Regions from separate parts of the Delphinus delphis genome. Here region 2 is linked to region 1. The links are chromatin contacts, called in public Hi-C maps. All regions are on one chromosome and are shown on one strand. The core of a region is the stretch at or near the end of the contact, and the rest is flanking DNA. Distances in the headings are between cores, read along the strand shown.

The links. Hi-C and Micro-C count contacts between places; a contact is called where the count stands out from the background.
Region 2: a Hi-C map of muscle shows a contact between it and region 1, with 4 times the contacts expected there. The contact joins the promoter of AKNA here to the promoter of ATP6V1G1 in region 1. A contact is called at or near these places in 2 of 3 Hi-C or Micro-C datasets (lung and muscle).

What each region holds. Positions count from the first base shown.
Region 1 is chr6:19,412,313-19,415,671 of mDelDel1.2, reverse strand. ATP6V1G1 (ATPase H+ transporting V1 subunit G1) reads left to right here and starts at 1,941. Exons shown (of 3, transcript XM_060014263.1): 1 at 1,941-2,113. The coding sequence starts at 2,032.
Region 2 is chr6:19,568,889-19,572,553 of mDelDel1.2, reverse strand. It overlaps AKNA (AT-hook transcription factor), which reads right to left and starts at 1,478. Exons shown (of 22, transcript XM_060014268.1): 1 at 1,339-1,478.

The sequences.
Region 1 (3,359 bases), core at 692-3,191:
TATGATTTGCATTTCTCTAATGATTAGTGATGTTGAGCATCTTTTCATGTGTTTGCTGGCAATCTGTGTATCTTCTTTGGAGAAATGTCTATTCAGGTCTTCTGCCCATTTTTGGATTGGGTTGTTTGTTTTTTGATATTGAGCTGCATGAGCTGCTTGTATATTTTGGAGATTAATCCTTTGTCAGTTGCTTCATTTGCAAATATTTTCTCCCATTCTGAGGGTTGTCTTTTCATCTTGTTTATGTTTTCCTTTGCTGTGCAAAAGCTTTTAAGTTTCATTAGGTCCCATTTGTTTATTCTTGTTTTTATTTCCATTTCTCTAGGAGGTGATACCCAGCTCTTTTGATCCTCATCACACCCTTAGAAGTGTGTACTGTCCTCCGTTGACTGACTGAATGAATTATGTTTTCTTGAAATGCCAAAAATGACAAATTTTCCCAGGAAATCATCGACTGGAATTAAAAGTTCCAGAGATCAGTCAAGTAATAGTTCTTGAATCGGGAAAGGAGTTTCTGATTTTAGCCTCCTTTCAACCCCACTCCTAACCTCATCAAATGAAAATGTCCTGAGGCAGGAATCCAGCTCCTTCTGAAGTACAGAGATACTTCTATCTAAAAGTGCTGGCATCATTCTATGCTCGTCGTGCTTGGTGAATTCTAGATCACCTGGTCCTTTCCACAGCCCACAAGATTCTCAGAGAAGAGCACAATGGGTCAGATATTCCACTCTGCAGCCCTGGCTAGATTCATACACCTTATCTCACAGTTAACAGGGATTTGACTTCGGGCAAGTTACTTAACCTCTGTGAGATGCAGTTTGGTCAGCTACAAAACGGGGTTAATAACACTACTTCTAAGTTACCATAAGGAGTTGTCAAGCGTTTAGGACACTGCTTGTCATATTGTAAACTCAACCACTGGCTTCCTACCTCCCTATTTGTGGTGGGAGACTTCTCTGTGCCATGTTGCTCCCCCCAAATCCACATATGCATGTCCTTTTCCCCTAATCACGCTCCACCCCCACTGTCTCCCAGTATCCTTTCCTGGCTAACTTCTCATTATTCTGATATCATTTTAAATACCACTTCTTTGGGAGAGTCTTCACAGTCACCTCCACACCCCCTCTTCCTTATTCCTTCGTAGAGCAACCTGCGTTTTTCCTTCATTACTTTACCACAGTTTGTAATTTTCCCTTTAGTTTAATCTGGTTTTGCCCATAAACTGCGTGCTCCACCAGGGACCTTGTTGGTCTCGCTCTCTGCTGTATCCTCAGTACCAACAGCGGTCTAGGGTCGCAGCAGGCATTCATCAAATATTTATGGAAAACACTAATCCTTTCCTGAGCTTCGGTTAAGAAAGGGAAAACACCCTTCCTCAAATCACACAGATTAGTGGCAGACTTCACCCCAAGTCTCCCTATTCCCAATTCAGATTCCAACCCAAGAGCCTGACAAGAATTTTAGCCTGTCCCTAAATATATTCCGAGTGCCAAAGAAAACTCCAAAAAGGGGCGGGAGTACAGCAGTGGGCAAAATAGGGGAAAGTGATTTGACTTGGCCCCTTCTCTCTGGATCTCGATGTGAGCTTACTGTAAAGGGAGGGATTACCGCAGTAACGACGTCGCAGAGCGGCCACAAAGATGGAACCAGAGAAAAGACAGACCTTGAAAGGGCCTTGAGCTGCGTGTGAGCAAAGAAGACAGCCACAGCAGATCCTGCGCAGGCGCAGTCAAGGCGCTCTGGTCTCCCGCCTCCGTCCCGCCCCGCCTCGCCCCGCCTCGCCCCGCCTCGCCCCGCCTCGCCCCGCCTCGCCCCGCCTCGCCCCGCCTCGCCCCGCCTCGCCTTACCTCGTCCCCTCCGAGTCACAAGACGCCAAGCGAAGTCAGCTGACGCGGCGTTGCGGAGGTCACGTGATGGTACGCGGGGCGGCGGGCGCAGGCGCAGATCTTGGGCAGCTGGGTCGGCTGACCCGAGGGGGCGATAGAGCCAATTTAGGCCTGTCTGTGGCGTGTCGGAAACGTCGCCGCAGCTATGGCTAGTCAGTCGCAGGGAATCCAGCAGCTGCTCCAGGCCGAGAAGCGGGCCGCCGAGAAGGTGTCCGAGGCCCGCAAGCGTGAGTTTGGGGTTGGGACGGCCAGGCGTGGCGCGAGTCCAAGAGTTGCGGGCAGGCCGCGGGAGGTGGTAGGTGGATGAGGCCCGAAAAACTGCTGACGGGGCCGGGGGCGGGGTGGGGATTGGTTACAATCGCACTCGCAGCTCTCTGGATCCGAGGCTTTGGAAGTCTTGTAGGTCGCCTGAGAGCTGCGATGTAGGCTAGTAGATAGGGCGTGGAGACAAAGTGGACGTCCTTCTTAGGGTCTCGGGGGTGTGAAAAGTGGATTATCCCAAGGGAACGCGTTGTTCTCCCCCTTCGCACTTACTCCTTTGGGGTCCTCCATCTCACTGTAGGGAGCCACCATCTACACTTTTGCTCAGTCTGGAAACAGTCCTTTTTGCCACGTCTCAGACCCTCCCTCGTTCGCCATGTTTAGTCAGTTGCCAAGGTTTATTTGTTCACTTTTTCTCCATTCCTGCAGCCAGCATCTTAGTCCAGGGCATCAAGTTCTCTGAGGCTCCCGTAGTAGCCTAATTCGTTAATTCCTTACATTTGTTTTTTCAATGCTGTTAATACGTGCCAAACACAGTACCTGGGACATCTGTGGTCTTTATTGCGGTATTCAAAGCCCCAGTGAAGGAAGCAAATTTGGGGTAGATTAATTGCAGGTGAGAGGAGGGCTAGAGTTGAGAAGTGTGAGGTTGCTCAAGAACTTAACAGGTAGATCGAATCTAGATTGGTGAGTGGAAGGCTTCCTCCTCTCTTCCGTTTGGTTCTCCTCACTGCAGTCAGTCATACCTCTCAATTGCGAATATGACTTCCCCACCGCCCCTATAGTCAACAAACGTTTAGTGCTTGCAGAATAAAGCCTAAATTCCTTAAGAGGGTGTAGGAGGTGCTTTTGCATCAGGCTGTGGCTTTCTTCTCTAAGCTCCCTTTTAGGTACTCGCTCCAGACACAGTGATTCCTCAAAAGCGCCTTGGTTGATTTCCCCTGCAAGCCTTTGCACAGCTGGTTCCTGATGGGAAGAGCCTTTTCCTAGGTTACTCTTCATCCTCTAACACTTAGGCTTCTTCCGATATCAAAATTTAGGCAGTAGTTCTTCCAGGAAGCCTTCCCTGACTTCATCTTTTCCCCTCAGACTAGGCTAGGAGTCCTCCGCAAGTACCTATTCCCGTCATCACTGTGCAGTAAGCTGTTTCTTCATATGGCTCAGTCACTAGACTAAGCTCCTGGAGAATAGGGACTATGTCTGATTTAACTT
Region 2 (3,665 bases), core at 229-2,728, 160 kb before region 1:
GAGGAACATCCTGTCTCCTGGGATGACTCAGTCATTGCAGAAATCTCACTGTGACCAGGGAAAGCCTCTGGTTGGAGGCAGCTGCGGTCACTGGCTGGAGTTTTGCACATGTTCCCCAGGCCCCCAAACCTGTGAGCCTCTCATGAGCAAAAGCTCTGCATTTCGCGCACGCCACAGCCCTGGGTGCCATGGAGTCCAGGACAGGTCGGTCAGCCAGTCAGTCAACAAACACACACGAGTGCCAAGCACGTGCTGAGCTCACGCTGGGACAAGGACACCTGCTCACTGGGCTGCTGTGAAAGAGAAGCAGGCAGGGTGTCTGGAGACCAGCTTCTGGCCCTGGTGCTGCTCATCCACCGTGAACTGCTGGGCTTAGGTTTTCCTCAATGTAAGATGGAGAAAACGCCACCCGCTCTCGCAACCATGGGGAGTGGCGCCCTGTTAGGGTGGGCTGGGAGGTAGGGGCGGGGCTAAGTGAACTTTGAGGTTCCTGGTTGACTTGTTGGCTTCTGAGGACCATAGACTCCAAACAGTTAACCCCCTCCTCCTGCCTGAGGTCCCAATTCAGAGTAACAAAGATATATATTGAGCACCCAGTGGGTGCAAATTAAGAAAACCTATGACCTCCTACTGTGTGCCAAGCACCACAAGACACGAGGAGTACAGACCTGAGTAAAAGTGTTCCAAAATTTCAGATGGGGGGTGGGTACAGGATTACTGTCGAAGGGAGCATTAAGCCGGGCCTGAGAGACAAAGAGGATTTGGGGGAGAAGAATGAGGAAGGGCATTCCAGGCAGAGGGAACAGCACAGGCAAAGGCACAGAGGTCTGAAAGTATGAACAGAACTAGACAGAGAGCTATGGCAGGGGTCCCTGAATGGCGGCCAAAGACAGGGTGGTTCTGGACAGCCTTCTCGAGAGCACAGGGGCTGCTCCCGAGGGGCAGTGGGGTTGGGAGGCTGAGCCCAGGAGAGCCCCGTGAGCACTAAGGTCCTTCAAGGGCTGGGCTGTCCTTGTGGGACTGCTTTCTCCAGGGCTCAGGGGCCCTGCCAGCCCTGGAGAAACCAGCCCCACAAGGAGGCACCACCCATTCCCCGTCCTTTTGTACGTCTCCTCCCTCCATCACACCACCTCTGTCGCTGGCTCTCTCGAGGGTCTGCGAGACCCTTGTGGTCTCTTTGTCCCCTTCCCGAGTGGCTCAGCCACCGCCAGGGGGCTTCGCTGCCCCCAGGTCCAAAAGTGGAGACCCTTCCCTTTATGGCTCAATCCCCAGTTCTCCTCTGCCAACTTCAGCCACGCAGCCCACTTCTGCTCCCTCATGCCCTCCCCAGCCCCTTACCATCCAGCAGAGCTCTCCGAGGCACCAGCCGCCTTGCTCTCACCCAGTCCCTGACATCTCTCAGATGTGGAAACTGAGCCGCAGAGAGGTGGCCGCCTTTCACAAGACCTCGCAGTCCGGAAGCGTGGCTAGGGATTGAAATCCACGGCTTGTGACTCTGAAACCAAGTCCATCAGACTTGGTGGGGCGGCGAGAGGAAGGGGAAGGAAGACCCCCTTACCAAGTGGCTGGGCCCCTCCAGAAAAGCTGGGCCTTTGAGCTCAGAGCCCCATACTCGGCAGCCCTCCCTGAGCAGCTGGTAGGGCACAGACCTACTGTTCTCAAGGGGTTCCCGCCAGCCGTGTAGAAACCAGTTCCCGCCAGCCATGCAGCACAGCCACTTCCCCCTCTGGACGTACCCTGCCCCCAGCTCTCTCCGGTGGAGGCAGCAGAGGCCGAGGAGAAAGAGGAAAGGTGCCCCTTGCTGCTGCGGACTCTTGCCCCGCCAGCCTGAAGGGCTTGGCCGGGTCTGCCGGCCCATCCCTGGCTCCTCTCCTTGTCCTTACTCGGCAGAAGGGGCCACTCTTTAGTGGGGACCCCCTGCTGCCTCCTGGCTGCCGCACACCCGTGCATCATGTCTGAAGCCCCTTAGCAGCCCCTGGGGCTAACGCGCCATGTGCAGATGAGGACACCCCGGGCACAGAGAGGGACCAGCACTTGCCCGAGTTCACAGAGATCAGAATCAGAGCTCTGGCTGGGATCCAGCATCCTGAGGCTTGAGAAAATCCCCCCAAAATCCACCCTTGCCCTGGGGGCCGGGCTCCCCTAAGCCAGAGAGAAGTAATACAGCTGCCACAGCTGCAACTTCCTGGCTGGGCTGGTCCAGCCGCCCGGACTGTCCCAGAGAGCCTGTGACTGGCCCTTCCAGGGGGAAGGCGGCTCCCCCAACCCCCGCCCTCCTCGGCTCCCTCACCTCTCTCGGGCTCCACCACCATCCTGCTGGCCCAGGCTCAGGGGACCTGCATGTGGAGTCTTTGTTCCAAACCTGGGGAGCCCCCTGCCTCCATGGCGCCCTGGCCCGCCTCCAGGCCGCTCTGCCAGCCCCAGTCGCTGCTCACAGACTAGCATCGCTCCCCACCTCTCCCCGCCCCTGCTGCGGCTGAGGCCGCCTCGCCTCGGCAGGAAGCGCCCAGCCTGATTTCCTACAAGTGTTTGTCAGAAGGAGGGGGTTCGTCTGCATGCAGAGTGAGGGGGAGCAGAAGAAGCTTAACCCCTTGCAGGCCCTCTGCAGGTCGGCACCGCTCAGGAAAGGACTCATAGAAACTTCCAGTGTCCGAACTTGGGACCGTCTCAGCCAAAGTACAGAGCGGGGACAATAAAGTCCAGAGAAGGTCAGAGGCTTGGCCAAGGTCACACAGCGTGCTGAGCCTAGAAGGAGGTCTCCAGCAGCTTCAACCCTTTGAGGGTCTTCTCCGTAGCCCCTACCATCCAGGGCGTGAACTCGATCGAGGATCCCTCTCTCACTAGGGCAGTGCCCATCTGTACAATGGGAGCCCAGACTGGATGCTTGCCTGGCACCCTTCCAGCTCTGACTCTGTCCTGTCTGCCAATATGCGACTAGACACCTCAGGAAGGCTGCAATGATTCCTGCCATCCCACCCACTGTCCTCGCCCCAAACTGGGCCTGTAGTTAGAGTGGGATTTTCCAGGCGGCATGGAGGTGGGGGACTGGCTGACTGAACTGAATTTCAGTGGCAGGGCACAAGACAGGCCAAGCCCTGGCTCCACTCGAGTGGAGACACAGACAATAAACAAACAAACACGGAGAGAAACAGAGTGGGTGAGATGGGCTGCTTTCGGTAATACTGATGCCTAGGTTCACCCAGGCTCATAGACTCAGTCTTTGGGCATCAGCGATTTTTTTTTTCTTTCGGCCCCGCCATACGGCATGAGGGATCTTAGTTCCCCGACCAGGGATCGAACCCCTGCCCCCTGCATTGGGAGCACAGAGTCTTAACCACCGGACCACAAGGGAAGTCCCCATCGGCGATTTTAAAGTGTCCCAGGTGACTGGGATGTGTGGCCCTGGTAGACAATCTGTGGGTCAGAGAGTAAAATGGGTTGGGGCAAAGAGTTTGGGGATGGCCAGAAAGATCTCTGTGAGAAGGTGGCATTCAAACAAGGGACCAGACGGAAGAGATGGGCAGGAACAAGCCACAGGAAGGGCAAGTGCTAAGGGCAAGGTGGGAACCAGCGGGGCTTTCCCTGAGAACAGCAAGTGTGTGTGCCCCGAGCAGAGCGAGCAAGACGGAGAGGCAGGAGCAGGGCAGAGGGGTGGCCTGTGCCCC